2 separate regions of the Capsicum annuum genome follow, and region 1 is linked to region 2. A link is a contact called in public Hi-C data. All regions are on one chromosome and are shown on one strand. The core of a region is the stretch at or near the end of the contact, and the rest is flanking DNA. Distances in the headings are between cores, read along the strand shown. Region 1 holds the start of LOC107878498 (ribose-phosphate pyrophosphokinase 4). Region 2 holds the start of LOC107878495 (mitogen-activated protein kinase 20).

Region 1 (6,584 bases), core at 2,529-5,028, 140 kb after region 2:
ACAAATGACATAGCAAACAATATTCTCAGATCTGAAGTGCATCAGCTATTGACCCTGCCAAGCTGATGACTTCAAAAGGAGCTTTATTAGCTATGGCTTTCACAGTGACGGGACACGAATCTGTGATCCAAAAGTATGTGAATGCTTTCTCTGAGCCTGAACTCGAAAAGGGCATTGGAAACAGTTATAAAATTAGGGGAGAGAAGGAGAGAACTAAAGATGGATAGAAATACGAGTAGTTAATTACCATCACTCTTGTGCATAAAACGCTCCCATGACCGCTTTGGAAAAACTCCGTGGGTCACATATGCACTAACCTTTGCTGCACCGTGAGCTGCCAAAACTTTCTGGTGAACCAATGAGTCAAACAAATAAAGCGTTAGCAGTGCCGGAAACACCAAAACGGAAACAAGGCAAAAAACAATGCAGCTATTTAAGATGTCAAGTCCAATATCTTTAACAACTCAAAATGAGTTAAAGTGGAGGAGCTGATTCCAAAGACGGTCATCAAAGTGTTATCATATCACACAAAGTCTAAGGTCAGCAGCCTCTCTACCTCTCAGGAGATAGGGGTAAAGTCTGCATACACTTTACCTTCTCCAGACCCCACCACCTGTGGAATTACATTGAACATGTTGTTGTTGTTGAAAGGGGATCCCGGTAAACTAAAAAGCTCAAAGATTGTATACACACACACTCTACTTTTTTCATCCTTTTTCCGCTGTTTCTTTGTTACTTTAAAGTTCTGGTTGGACATGTTGGGAGCTTAAAGGTTGTACTCTACCCTTAAGCAATTAGCGCCCGGTCGGTTGCGGAATATTGCCAATATATCTATTTTCAAATATTTGCAAAAAAGAAAGTTGACACATTGGATAAACACATGGTTGGCTTAACTTCACTCGCAGAGAAGGAAAATTAACCCAAAAATGAAGTTGGTACAGACATGGGACGCTTTTAATAAACTAGGCATGTACACATAATTGAACAAACATAACATATAACCTACTGCTAAACAAAGTTAGGTATTAAGGGGGCAACAATCCCGAAATTTTCAATGAACAAAATAACACATCTCTTCAAATATTTATCTTTTAATGTAAAATACGGGATGGAAGAAGCAGAGTTCTATAAGACTGCCACAACTTTTAGAACTAAAGAAGCCAGACACCGCACGACCAGTTAAAATTTAAATCATCGTTAGGTTTAGATGATGCAAATTTGAGGACGCAGACATAATAATCAGGACACTAGTACATTCAGGAGACAGGATTACCTGGCATTCTATTAGAGTACCTCCGGATTGGACCAAGTCATCAACAATGACCACATGACACCCCGCAGGATTACCCTCTTTAAGCCTGACTATTCTCTTGTCACCCTCCCGGACTTTGGTGCAAATTACCTAGGAGAAGAAAATCTGCTAAGTTCGAGATGATATAAGGTAGCACATAGAAACCACAGGAAAGGAGTTTCTATGATTTACTAACAGCAGGATAGTGACCCAATTGCTTGTAGAACCGCTTCCAAGCTCCATCGTCAGGAAAGGCTATCACTATCTGGAATAGAAAAAATGTTAGGACGTGACTACTTATTGGACAAGTAGCCATTGCTAAGTCATCTTGAAAAAACGAGGATAAGTACGTTTAGCAGGAAAGCTGCCTACCTTCTCAGACTGTGGAAGTTGCTGAAGCCGTTGCTTCAACAACGGGACTCCAGTCTCAAACAGAGGCAGAACATGGTCTCCGAAATAAAACCTCTCCTGCAGAAACATAGACACGTGAACATAAATATCTCAAGAAACATTTCGAACATATGAAGAGGTCAAGGTGATCCTGTCAGGATATTTTGGGTTTCATAGAAAAGCAAGCTAGCTGAAAAGCCATTATCTTTTGCAGAGCTCAATTAGAGAATCTTAGATATAAGTAGCCTAAGTAATCATGTAAACAAATGCACGGATGAACTATAATTCTGTGAAAGAAGCGAAATTACCTGTAATGCATGGATGTCATAGATAACTACACTAGTTGGACCACCTCTTGAGATTGGAATATTTGATATTATTCTAGCCATGGTGAATGCAGTAGCCACATCTCCTTCCTCTTCCATCCGTTCAAATGATCCAGTTGGAAAGAATGGCAATACAAGCGTAAAAGATGCGACAAACAGCCTTGGAAGAGCAAATATCACAGAAAGTTGTTCAAAGATGACTGCTGGTGAGCTGAAAGATGCCAGAAAAGCAACATGCTGCCCACGGATATTGTGTGCATTGTTTATGAAGAGATTTGGAAAACCATCATCAAAACTCCTGAAACATGCACAAGTATTCGTTAGCCTTGTCCCAAAAAGAATTAACACAAACTATTTTACAAGTATCAACATCGTTTGTAGATCCATCATTAAACCAGGTAGATAAGTGCTTATGCATACGCATTGCCAACATAAAGTATCTTTATTTGGCCTCAGTAACTAAGTAGGCAACTTTGTAAACAATACAGAACTACCTTTCCCCCTTAAAGATACATGCAAACTTCACTTATCTTAGCAAACTTTGGACAATCTTAAACACAGATGAAGGAACACCAAGTTAGATTGACGCCTAGTGTAAAAATAGGCTAACTACGATGAATTCTATAGAGTGAATGAAGCGTACTCCCTCCATTTCATTTTACTTAGTCAATGTTTGATTATAAAATGTAACAGAAATTTGACTTTCACTTTTTCAGATTGTTTAAAAGTGATTTAGATCATTCTTTTGTGCGTTTTCTTTTCACTTAACCCATTAAATACGGCAGCATCCTCCAAATCAAGGAACAAAAAAAAACTGTTCCACACTTAACAAAGAGAAGGTTCAAAGTTCAAACATAATAAACGGGGAGTTTAGGTTCAATTTACTCTTATCACATAATCTTTCAAACAGAACTGTTCATATTAAAAATAAATAAAATCTGAACTTTAGTAAAATGTGGAAGAATTCTAGTAAAATTATTAGATGAATTCTGACTTTGTTTATTAGCAAAATTAGCGAATCAAGAATTTCTAGAACATAGGTGGCCCTGGTGGCGGAGCCAGGATACATAAAAAAATAATTTGTAGCTTTTCTTGTAGCATGAATGCCCCCAGATAAATAATAGTACCAATTTATTTTTAAAAAAATTATACATATAAACTAGCTAGTTTTATGAAAAGATCATGGATTCACGGTGCTACATTTTTAGGCTATAATAATAATAATAATAATATTTTTTTTCCTACTGTTTAATTTTTTAAAAATGGTCAGAGAACAATTCAAGAAAGTATAGTAGGTGCGTGAAACAGAGACAAGAAGAGTGGAAATTTTCAATTTTGATAGTTGGGTACCTCCAGTTAATGGAATGGAGGTGAATACAATCAGAATCATAAGCAATTTTACGAGCAAGATCCTCCATTTCAACACAGTAGTACAAAAGTACTTGCTTCTTCGCTAACGCACCGCCGTTCTCCATTCCTCAGTAAAACAGCTTTTTCGCCCACTTTTGCAACCAATGGAGAAAAAGAGAGAAAAAAAAAAAAGGCTGAGAGGAGAGCCCGGCGCGGCACTGTCTGCTGCTGTGTATGTTTAGAAACAAAGTGTATTTTTGGCTGCCCTCTTTGTTTCACCTGATTTTTCTATGCTGTATAAAGATACAAACGATCTACCTTTATGGGAGTGTTTGGGAGCCTAAAACAAGTTAATATTTGATTATAAATTTTTAATTTTATTGAATGAAAAATTTGAGTGAGCTCGTAATATTTAGGATTACAAAAAATGAAATTTGTCCAAATACTAGTAGTATTTTATAGTAATATTTAGAATTTTGAATTTTTTGGTCAAATAATAACAAATTGTATGACCAAATACTATTTTTCAAGTTTTTTTTCGCAAATATTACTTGAAAAGTCTATGGTCAAACAGGTTCTAAGTCATAGACACTTGTATGACTATAAATCATTTTATTAAGAATAAAATAATTTTAAAGCTAAAATATTACTAAAAGTAAAGACTTGCCATTGATTTGGTGGCCGACTAAAATGAAAGCAATAAATCATTTTATTAAGAATAAAATAATTTTAAAGCTAAAATGTTACTAAAAGTAAAGACTTGCCATTGATTTGATGGCCGACTAAAATGAAAGCAAGTTATATAGGTTGAATAGAGTGAGTGATTTTCTTTTTCCTTTTATGAAATTTCCTTTTTTCTAAAGAATACTTGTTGTATCCTAAAATATGTGTTCATAAAAATTTTGATATATGCAAAATTATGAAAGAAAAGTATCATATTGTAATCGTATAAAATTTGTAGGGTATAAATTCATAAAATGATTCAGATTATATCAAATTTATATTAATATAAATAAATAGTGAATTGATATAATTGGATTGAATAAATCTAATAAATATGAATTAAATTAAAATCAAATTTTGTTAGGCTAGTCCATTGACTTAAACTATAAAATTATGAACGTATTTTTCTAATTCCGAGATGTCATCTTGTCTTAAATATTTAATTTGGTATCACATATCAAATAACGTAGTATACTAAGTCAAATGAAAAAACTTATAGAATCATGTCACACATCAAAATAACAAAGCATATTAACTCAATTCAAAGGCCAAAAAAAATGTGTCATATCATGTGTATAGACGTGACATGTTTCAATCAATCAAGTATCCTAGTATCACTTAAAACTAATCCACCAAAAAAAGTATGTGCTCACCACAACTTTTCCATTCTACAATTATAATTAAAGGTCTCATAATTTATGAAATCCACAAAAAGGACTCGTGAATCAATATTACAAATTTCTCAATAAAGCTACGGTTCAAGCATAATAACACTCAAGTTCAAAGTACAATTTAAAACAGTGAGATTTTCTCCGTCTTATTTTATGTATCATCATTTACTTTTTGGTCCGTCCTAAAAAAATATCATTTTTCCTTATTAATAACTATTTAAAGACACAATTTTACTTTTACCCTTATTGGTCCCACGTGAAATTTTTAGTTGGTTAGTTACCTGAACTTCTAGCTTGTTGGTGAGGGATCGATTTCCCATATTGTAATCCCCTCCCCCATTTTCCTACCCTCATTTTTTTAAAAAAAAATTCTTATTGGCCTCAGTTAATTAAAAATAGATAGTAGCACATTTTTTTTATAGAGGACAATTTGATAAACATTACCAAGTTTTCCTTTATTTCTTAAATTTCATAGAGGACAATTTGATAAACATTACCAAGTCTTTTTCTTTTATAGCGACTTCTTCTGCACATTTTTCATGCTAATTCAACTTTTAAGAAACTTATTGCATATGTTTTTAAAAATTATCTGAAAAGGTTCAAAAATACCATGAACTATTTGAAATAGCTCAAAAATGCCTCTCGCTAGATTTTTTGTTCAAAAATACCCTTCCGTTAAATATTTGGCTTAAAAATACCTATCCCTCTAATGGAATATGGAAAAGGATCAAAAATACCCCTGAACTATCTGAAATGGCTCAAAAACACCCCTTTGTTAAATATTTGACTCAAAAATACCCCTCCCTTTAACGAAATTCCACCAAGCATGCCACCTAGGTAAAAAAAAATCACGTGACTATGCCTCATCACCATCCACATGTAAAATGTTAGTATTTTTTAATCATATGACATTCCTTTTTTTTTTTTTTTTTTTTTTGTTTTTGCAAAGCAATGAAACGGAAAAACCAAAAAACTAATTTTGCTAATTACTTCATTAGTGTTTTAAAAGTTCTAGATTTCTCCTTTTCATTAGTGTTTTAAAGGTTCTAAATTTCATCTTGTTATTGTCGTTTGGGATGAGGGGCAGTTTGATCTTGATCTGATGTTGACTCGGAGGAGGAGCTAAAATTTTAACTTTTAAGCTAGAAAATGTTGATGTATTAATAATTGAGTTGAATTTACTATATGCAATTTTTTTTTTCAAAATAAATGAATTCCTTTTAACACTTGTTTAATCATTCGAAATGAATTCATTTTTCTAAATTCAGTTTTGATGAATAATCTTATTATTTTTAGAACAAGTTTGAAAAGAAGTAAAATGATACTTAATATTGATAAATTATTTTCTAAATATGTCATTCATTAACTTTTTGAAAATGTGTGCCACATTCAAAGATTCATTAATTTTAGATTAGAGGAGGTATTTATTAAATCATTTTAACATAAGCATTTTGAGTAAAAGCTAGCAAAGCCAAACACATCTTTTGAGTAACTAATTTGAAGTTTAGTTTGAAATTTGTTACTTTTACGAGTAAATTTTAATTTAAACTTTTATACTGGCCTAATAATTAATGGGTTTATCAGTTTAATAAAACTCTTTTGTTGGATTTTACACTTTTAAACCTATTAACAGGAAAAAACTTATTTTTTAGATGATCAAAGGAATTTGATAATAGCGATGTTACGTTTAATAATTTTTTTTAAAAAAAATATTATGTAACCACCGTTTGTCTACTTTGATCAAAAATGAAAAAGTCGTGTAAATTTTATCCGTTTTACTGACGTTTTTAAATAAAAATAAAAATAAAGAAGAAAGGAATGTCATATAATTAA
Region 2 (6,238 bases), core at 3,680-6,179:
CAAATGCGTTAATACCAAATTGTCATATAAAAGCAAAGATTTGATCTTATTCCTAGACAATATTATCGAGGAGGAAATTTGAGTATTAGGATTCATAATCACCTTGGAAGAGAGACATGCTTCCTGTCCATTGGAACCACTGGAACGCCATTACCACCATTCTCTTCCAGGTGAGCAAACTGTTTCCTGAATTGATCAACAGCACTGCAAAGAAAAGGCAATATCTAGTCAGTAAGACAAAACATTTGTTTAGACGGGCAAGCCAATGAACAGAAGTCGAGAAAAAAGATACAACCTTGGATACAGAAAGTTAGTTCTTTCAACACCATTCATGTAATCCTTCCTCAGCTGCGGATGGTATTCCAGAATCTCCCGGAATATTAATTCCCTGAGGTCCTCCTTTGTCACTCTTCGCCTCTCAAATTCAAATTCCATCTTTGAAATTGACTTGCATGATGGTTCCCTTTCAGCTTTAGCCAGGCCCTTAAAATAAGGATCAGCTAGTGCCTGATGTGTTTAGCATGGGAAGAGGAGGGAAATGAGCAATTACCATGCAAGAAAACAAATTATACTAAAACATCCAAAAGAGAAGTTCAAATAGTATAATCGTCATGATACCACGAACCTCTTCAGCAGTGGGTCGGTCCTTGGGGTCGAAAGCAAGTAACCTTTCAAGAAGTTTAAGGGACAAAGGATCAGCATTTGGAAATTTCTGGGCAAAAGAAACAGGTTGCTTCTTTCTCATGCTAGTCAGGTATCTCCTAGCCTTGTCATTACGCACCTGCAACAGCCACAAAAAAAGGACTAATGAGAAAAAGTTGTTTTGAGGAAAAAATTGTCAAAAATTTAAAAATATGAATTCAAACATGTTCATACACGAGAAATTGTATCCATTGAAGGTGTTCCAAGCAGATCGGTCATCAAATCCAGTTGGTGAACTACATTTTTTCCAGGAAAAAGCGGCTTCCCGGTGAGAACTTCAGCAAAGATGCACCCTATGCTCCATATATCAATTGCAGGGGTATACTGCAAGCAAAAAACCGTCAAAATTTGTATAGTGAAAACAACATGCAGTGCAATGATTATCAACAACTTCCAGGAAAACTGACACTACTAAGAAGGGCGATTGACCTCGCAACAGTTCAAAATATCCATAACGCATGAAAGAATCAGCAATTCCATATAAAAAGCAAAATGCAGAATTTTCAGCAAGTGCAGTATGAAAACAATTATTCTGATCCACGAATAAGAAAGCTTTACAATCAGAAACTTCAAACAAGAAGTGCACACATACATGTCAGTTATCCCATGCCGTGGTTAAGGACAAAGTCACCCTAAGTTGAATGTATTAGAGGACTAGGGAAGTAGACGAGTACTGAGACAATATTAACCATAGCCGGGAACAAATCAATGGGTTAAAAGTGAGAAATGCTTCTAGCTTGTGACAGCACCTAACATACAACATTTCGACCTATTAACCAATGCATTGATCACATGTCAAGTTTTCTGGGACATCAAACATTTAGTCAGGCATATAATTTAAAGTGCCCGCTACTAGAGGTACAATGAAAAGAGAGTTGGATTAGAGAGAGAAAAAAATAAGAGGTTGTACAGTTTTATAGAGATTCTAACTATACCTTGGAGTAAAATGAACCGCATAACTCTGGAGCTCTATACCATCTAGTAGCTACATAATCCTGCAAAATTCGCCCGTGAAGTTACGGCAAGAGCGAAAAACCAATAAAGATGAACATGGCATCTTGGTAATGTATTCAAGTGATAAGTGGGGGAGTGGTGGTGAAAGTATTATGTTAACATATATAACTTTCAACAGCACCTACCGTCCAAAATATTGTGGTAGGTGTATCATTGAATGCAACTCTGGCCAATCCAAAATCACAGATCTTGAGCTTACAATTTGCATTTGCCAAGATATTTTTTGGCTTTAAATCTCTATGGTAGACATTAGCTGCAGCAAAACAAGAGTCATTGAGATTATGAAACGCACAAGAAAGGACTAGTCTGCTTACTGATGACAACAGGGCTGATCCGTGCCCCATTAAGGCACCTACAAACATACTCCTCTTCGAAATTTGAAGATAAGGGAACACAGATTAAATGTAATATATAGAAGCACTGGAAACTCTATAGGATCAAAGATGCAGCACAAGACCGGACAGATTTACCTGTGTGTATATATTTTAGGGCACGAAGCAACTGATAAAGGAAAAACTGATAATGTTCCCGAGTCAAGTCATCATTAGCCTTGATAACTTGGTGTAGATCCGACTCCATGAGCTCAAAAACAACATAAATATCTTTAAAATCCCTCCGTGAAGGTGGCAACATAATATGTTTGATTTCAACTATATCGGGATGGCGCAGAAGTCTCAGAAGCTTTATCTCGCGGAGGATCCGTGCTGCATCAGATATGTGTTCAAAGATGTCATGAATTTTTTTAATTGCCACTTTTTCACCAGTATGTGTGTCAATGGCTGAGCAAACGACACCATAGCTGCCTTTCCCTATGACTTCCTGAATTTTGTATCTATTTGCATCACCATATTCAGAGAAGAAGTCCATCTCTGCAGAACTCTGCAGCAGCATCGAACATACACTCAAATTATTCATTTTAGATAAAATAGGCAAGTATTCAACACCGTTCATCGTCAGCTAAAAGCAGCATCCAAGAGAATCTCTAATAAATAAATGGCATATTTTCTTCCATTCTATGACTTTAGCAAAACTTTAGAAGCAAATACACAAGACCGCAACTAGTAGCCTTATCATTTAATAACATTTGTACAAATAGAGATAACAAACAAAAGTCACCCTCCCAAAATATGATTCAACAATACAGAACATTCAAAACCTGAATGTTGCAAGGTACCATTCATTTATTAAATAAAGTGGGAGGATTCCCAGAATTATCATACCATATAGTGCATAAAAAAAACATTACCTAGTTTAAGCCTTAAGGCAAGTACACTTTTGCTCCCTGCATATTTTCAATAGTGCAATCTCATTTTAATTTCAATCTATGATGCAGATTATATGAATCCGATGCAGGAACTCATCCATTCAACTGTATGAAATTCTGATTGATCCATTCAAAGGACTTTTAACTTTTCAAATTATTGAAAAATTTTCATTCAGTTTTGGTTGACACGAATACAAAATCATGCCTCCGAATCTCAGTTTAGTGCGCGGAATAAGCGATCCAATTAACAAACAAAAACAAAGATATAGAAATAAACAAAAAGACCCACTTGGCACAAAAGAACCAGGTTCTTTTGTGCATAAAAAATGGGAATGGGGGGAAGTATCAAGTCTTCTCACCTATCATTCAAGAATAAACATTGTAATCCACCTAATCATTTCAACATCCACCAATATAAATAATTAAAATCCACCAACAAATTCACCAAGAACCTAACAAATCCCAATCCCAAACACCACAATAAAATAGATGGCAATAAATCCTGTAATTTCACAGTCACAAACAGTACGATGATGAACATGGCAATAAATCCTGTAATTTCATCAGGCTAAATTTCAAAAAAAAAAAAAAAAAAGAACAAAAATCTCAATTTTTTCCTTTGATCAGGCTGCTGCATTTTTCTCAATTATTCTAAAACCTCAAAAGAAAATCTAAAAAAAAAAAAAAAAAATTGAAATCAAAACAACATAACGATAAAACTAGTAATTTCATTTCCAAAAAAAAGAGCAAAAAAATCTCACTTCTTTTCTCTGATCAGCCTGCATTCTTCTCAATAATTCCGAAACCCCACAAAACCTAACAAATCCGGATCCCAAAAGAACAAGAAAATAGGTGGGTGGGGGGGGGGGGGGGGGGGGGAAAAAAAAACAATGCAACGATGAAAATAGCAACAAACCTGCAACTTCATTATGCTAAAATTCGAAAAAAAAAAAAAATCTCTCTTTTTTCTTTTATCAGGCTGCATTTTTTCTCAATAATCCCAAGAACTCAAAAAAGGAAAAATTGAAAAAAATATACCATTCAAATAAAAACTAGAAATTTCATTTCCAAGAAAGAGCAAAAATCTCTTCATTTTATTCTTTTGATCAGGCTGCATTTTGCTCAATAATTCTGAAAACCCACAACAAATCCCAAAAGCACAAGAAAATAGAAAAACAATTCACAAACAATACAAAAATGAACATATCAACAAAACTAGAAATAACGAAAAAATCACCTCTTTCCTTTGATCAGCCTGCATTTTTCTCAATAATCCCAAAATCACAAGAAAAATTTAACACACACACACACACATTGACTATCAAACCTATTAATTTCATTTCCAAAAAGATAGAACAAAAATCTCACCTTTTTTCTTTGATCAGCCTGCATTTTTTTTTTCTCAATAATTCTGCAAACCCCACAAACACAATAACAAATTCGAATCGAGTGATCCAAATAAAACCAACCCCAACACTCCAAAATTCAAGAATTTCAAGAATTCAAAAACTCATCCACATTTGCCCCAAACAACGAATATCAAAAGAAGAATCCCAGTCCCACCTTATTAATATAACCACTTCTTCTTGATCCTTCATAAAACTCTCCCTCAACAACCAAGAAATGGGTTCCACATTACCACAACAAAAATAACAAAACCCTAAATCTCATCTCCTCATCATAATTAACAATGGAAGGGAAGGGGGAGATGGATATATGTGGATCTGAAGAAACCCCTAGCTGGTGGGAAAGAAGGAGAAGGAGGGAGATCTGACACCGACAATTTTAGAGGTGGGACTGCTGGGGTGGTAGGGTTACATACACAAACAACAAGATGTACAAAAATACATATATATGGACATGTATTATACCTCATTCTATTTTTTTATATATAAAAAAAAACAAATAGGTTTTTCATTCGGTGTTGAATATCATATTGAAAGCCGATTAAATTTAGAATGTGAACTACATGGCCGGCCTACTTGATTATAGTATTGAAGCCCAATTAAATTTGAACAGAGCATTACTCGGCCCATATTTTAAAGTGACGCTCCCGACCATCGTCACATTGAAGCTAGACTAAATTTGAAATATGTACTATAAGGCCCATCCGACTATTATAATGGAGTTTGATTAATCTGAATTGCGCCCCGACTATCATATTGAAATCAACCTAAATTTAGGTTCTAAACTATACGGCCTACAGAACTATCATATTGGAGCCCAACTAAATTTAGATAGTGGTCTATCGGTCCATTTTTTAGAGCAACACTCGTAATTGGACTTTTTTTATTTAAAAACTCAACTCAAACTTCTAATCGAACTTATTTTATATTTAGAGACTTGAACTCAAGATGCCAATAACTTTTTTTATATTTAAAAGTTAAAGAGTCTAAAATCTTTCTCGAAAGTTATTAAGGACGAAAGAATATCGATCATCTGATCTGATTACAACTTATGTTGATAATTATTGTACAATAAAGAACAATATTTTATTTTACTACTATAATATAAAGTAGTTTACATATTATATTTACGTGCATGTGATGTGAGTGTATCTTATCTGGATACAATATATAGTGCCACGGCCACCCAAGAGGCGGATGCATTTAACAACACGCAACAGAAAGGGAGGAAACAAAAAAAGAAATTGCTTACATTTTATGGTAGTACGTTTTTAAATTAAAATATGTTAATCAATAGCTTTAGAAGTAAATTAATATAAAAACAATAATGAATTATACTATATAGTTAAATGTTACAAAAAGTTTTACTACATTTAATAACTTGAGAAGTAAGTTATATAAAAATAGTAATTGGTTATTACTATATAGTTAAATGTTACAAAAAGTTTTATTTAAAGACAGGTAGCATGCGTATAATTAATTCTAATGTGAATAATAAGTGCAAATTGCTGTTTTTGTTTTGCATTAAATGTGTATGTGTTAATCCAATAATTCAATTCAAACTTTATTGATAAATCATTTCATTTAAAAATAAGTTAGGTTGAAATTTGTTATAGTGAGATTGATTATTTTATATTATTTTTTATTAATTGTTTGTTTGTTATATTAAACAACATGCATTGTATTACAAAAATATTATTTATTTATTAAATAGAAAAAGGATTTGAGAGACCTCATAAATGCAGATTTTGTTAGACATGAGATAACTAATCTCACAATTATTACTACGATCCCTTTTGAATAACTTATCTTCATATTAATTACTGATCCAAATATGTAACTATTCCAATAT

The links. Hi-C and Micro-C count contacts between places; a contact is called where the count stands out from the background.
Region 1: a contact with region 2 is called in a Hi-C map of leaf, with 4 times the contacts expected there. The contact joins the promoter of LOC107878498 here to the promoter of LOC107878495 in region 2. A contact is called at or near these places in 2 of 5 Hi-C or Micro-C datasets (leaf and placenta).

The regions. Positions count from the first base shown.
Region 1 is chr7:215,526,970-215,533,553 of UCD10Xv1.1, forward strand. It overlaps LOC107878498 (ribose-phosphate pyrophosphokinase 4), which reads right to left and starts at 3,779. Exons shown (of 7, transcript XM_016725515.2): 1 at 3,358-3,779; 2 at 1,990-2,305; 3 at 1,664-1,759; 4 at 1,488-1,556; 5 at 1,274-1,402; 6 at 248-347; 7 at 1-156. The coding sequence starts at 3,482. The coding sequence ends at 26.
Region 2 is chr7:215,386,939-215,393,176 of UCD10Xv1.1, forward strand. LOC107878495 (mitogen-activated protein kinase 20) reads right to left here and starts at 4,930. Exons shown (of 10, transcript XM_016725510.2): 1 at 4,349-4,930; 2 at 2,187-2,595; 3 at 1,842-1,969; 4 at 1,638-1,697; 5 at 877-1,026; 6 at 626-781; 7 at 296-507; 8 at 103-204. The coding sequence starts at 4,372.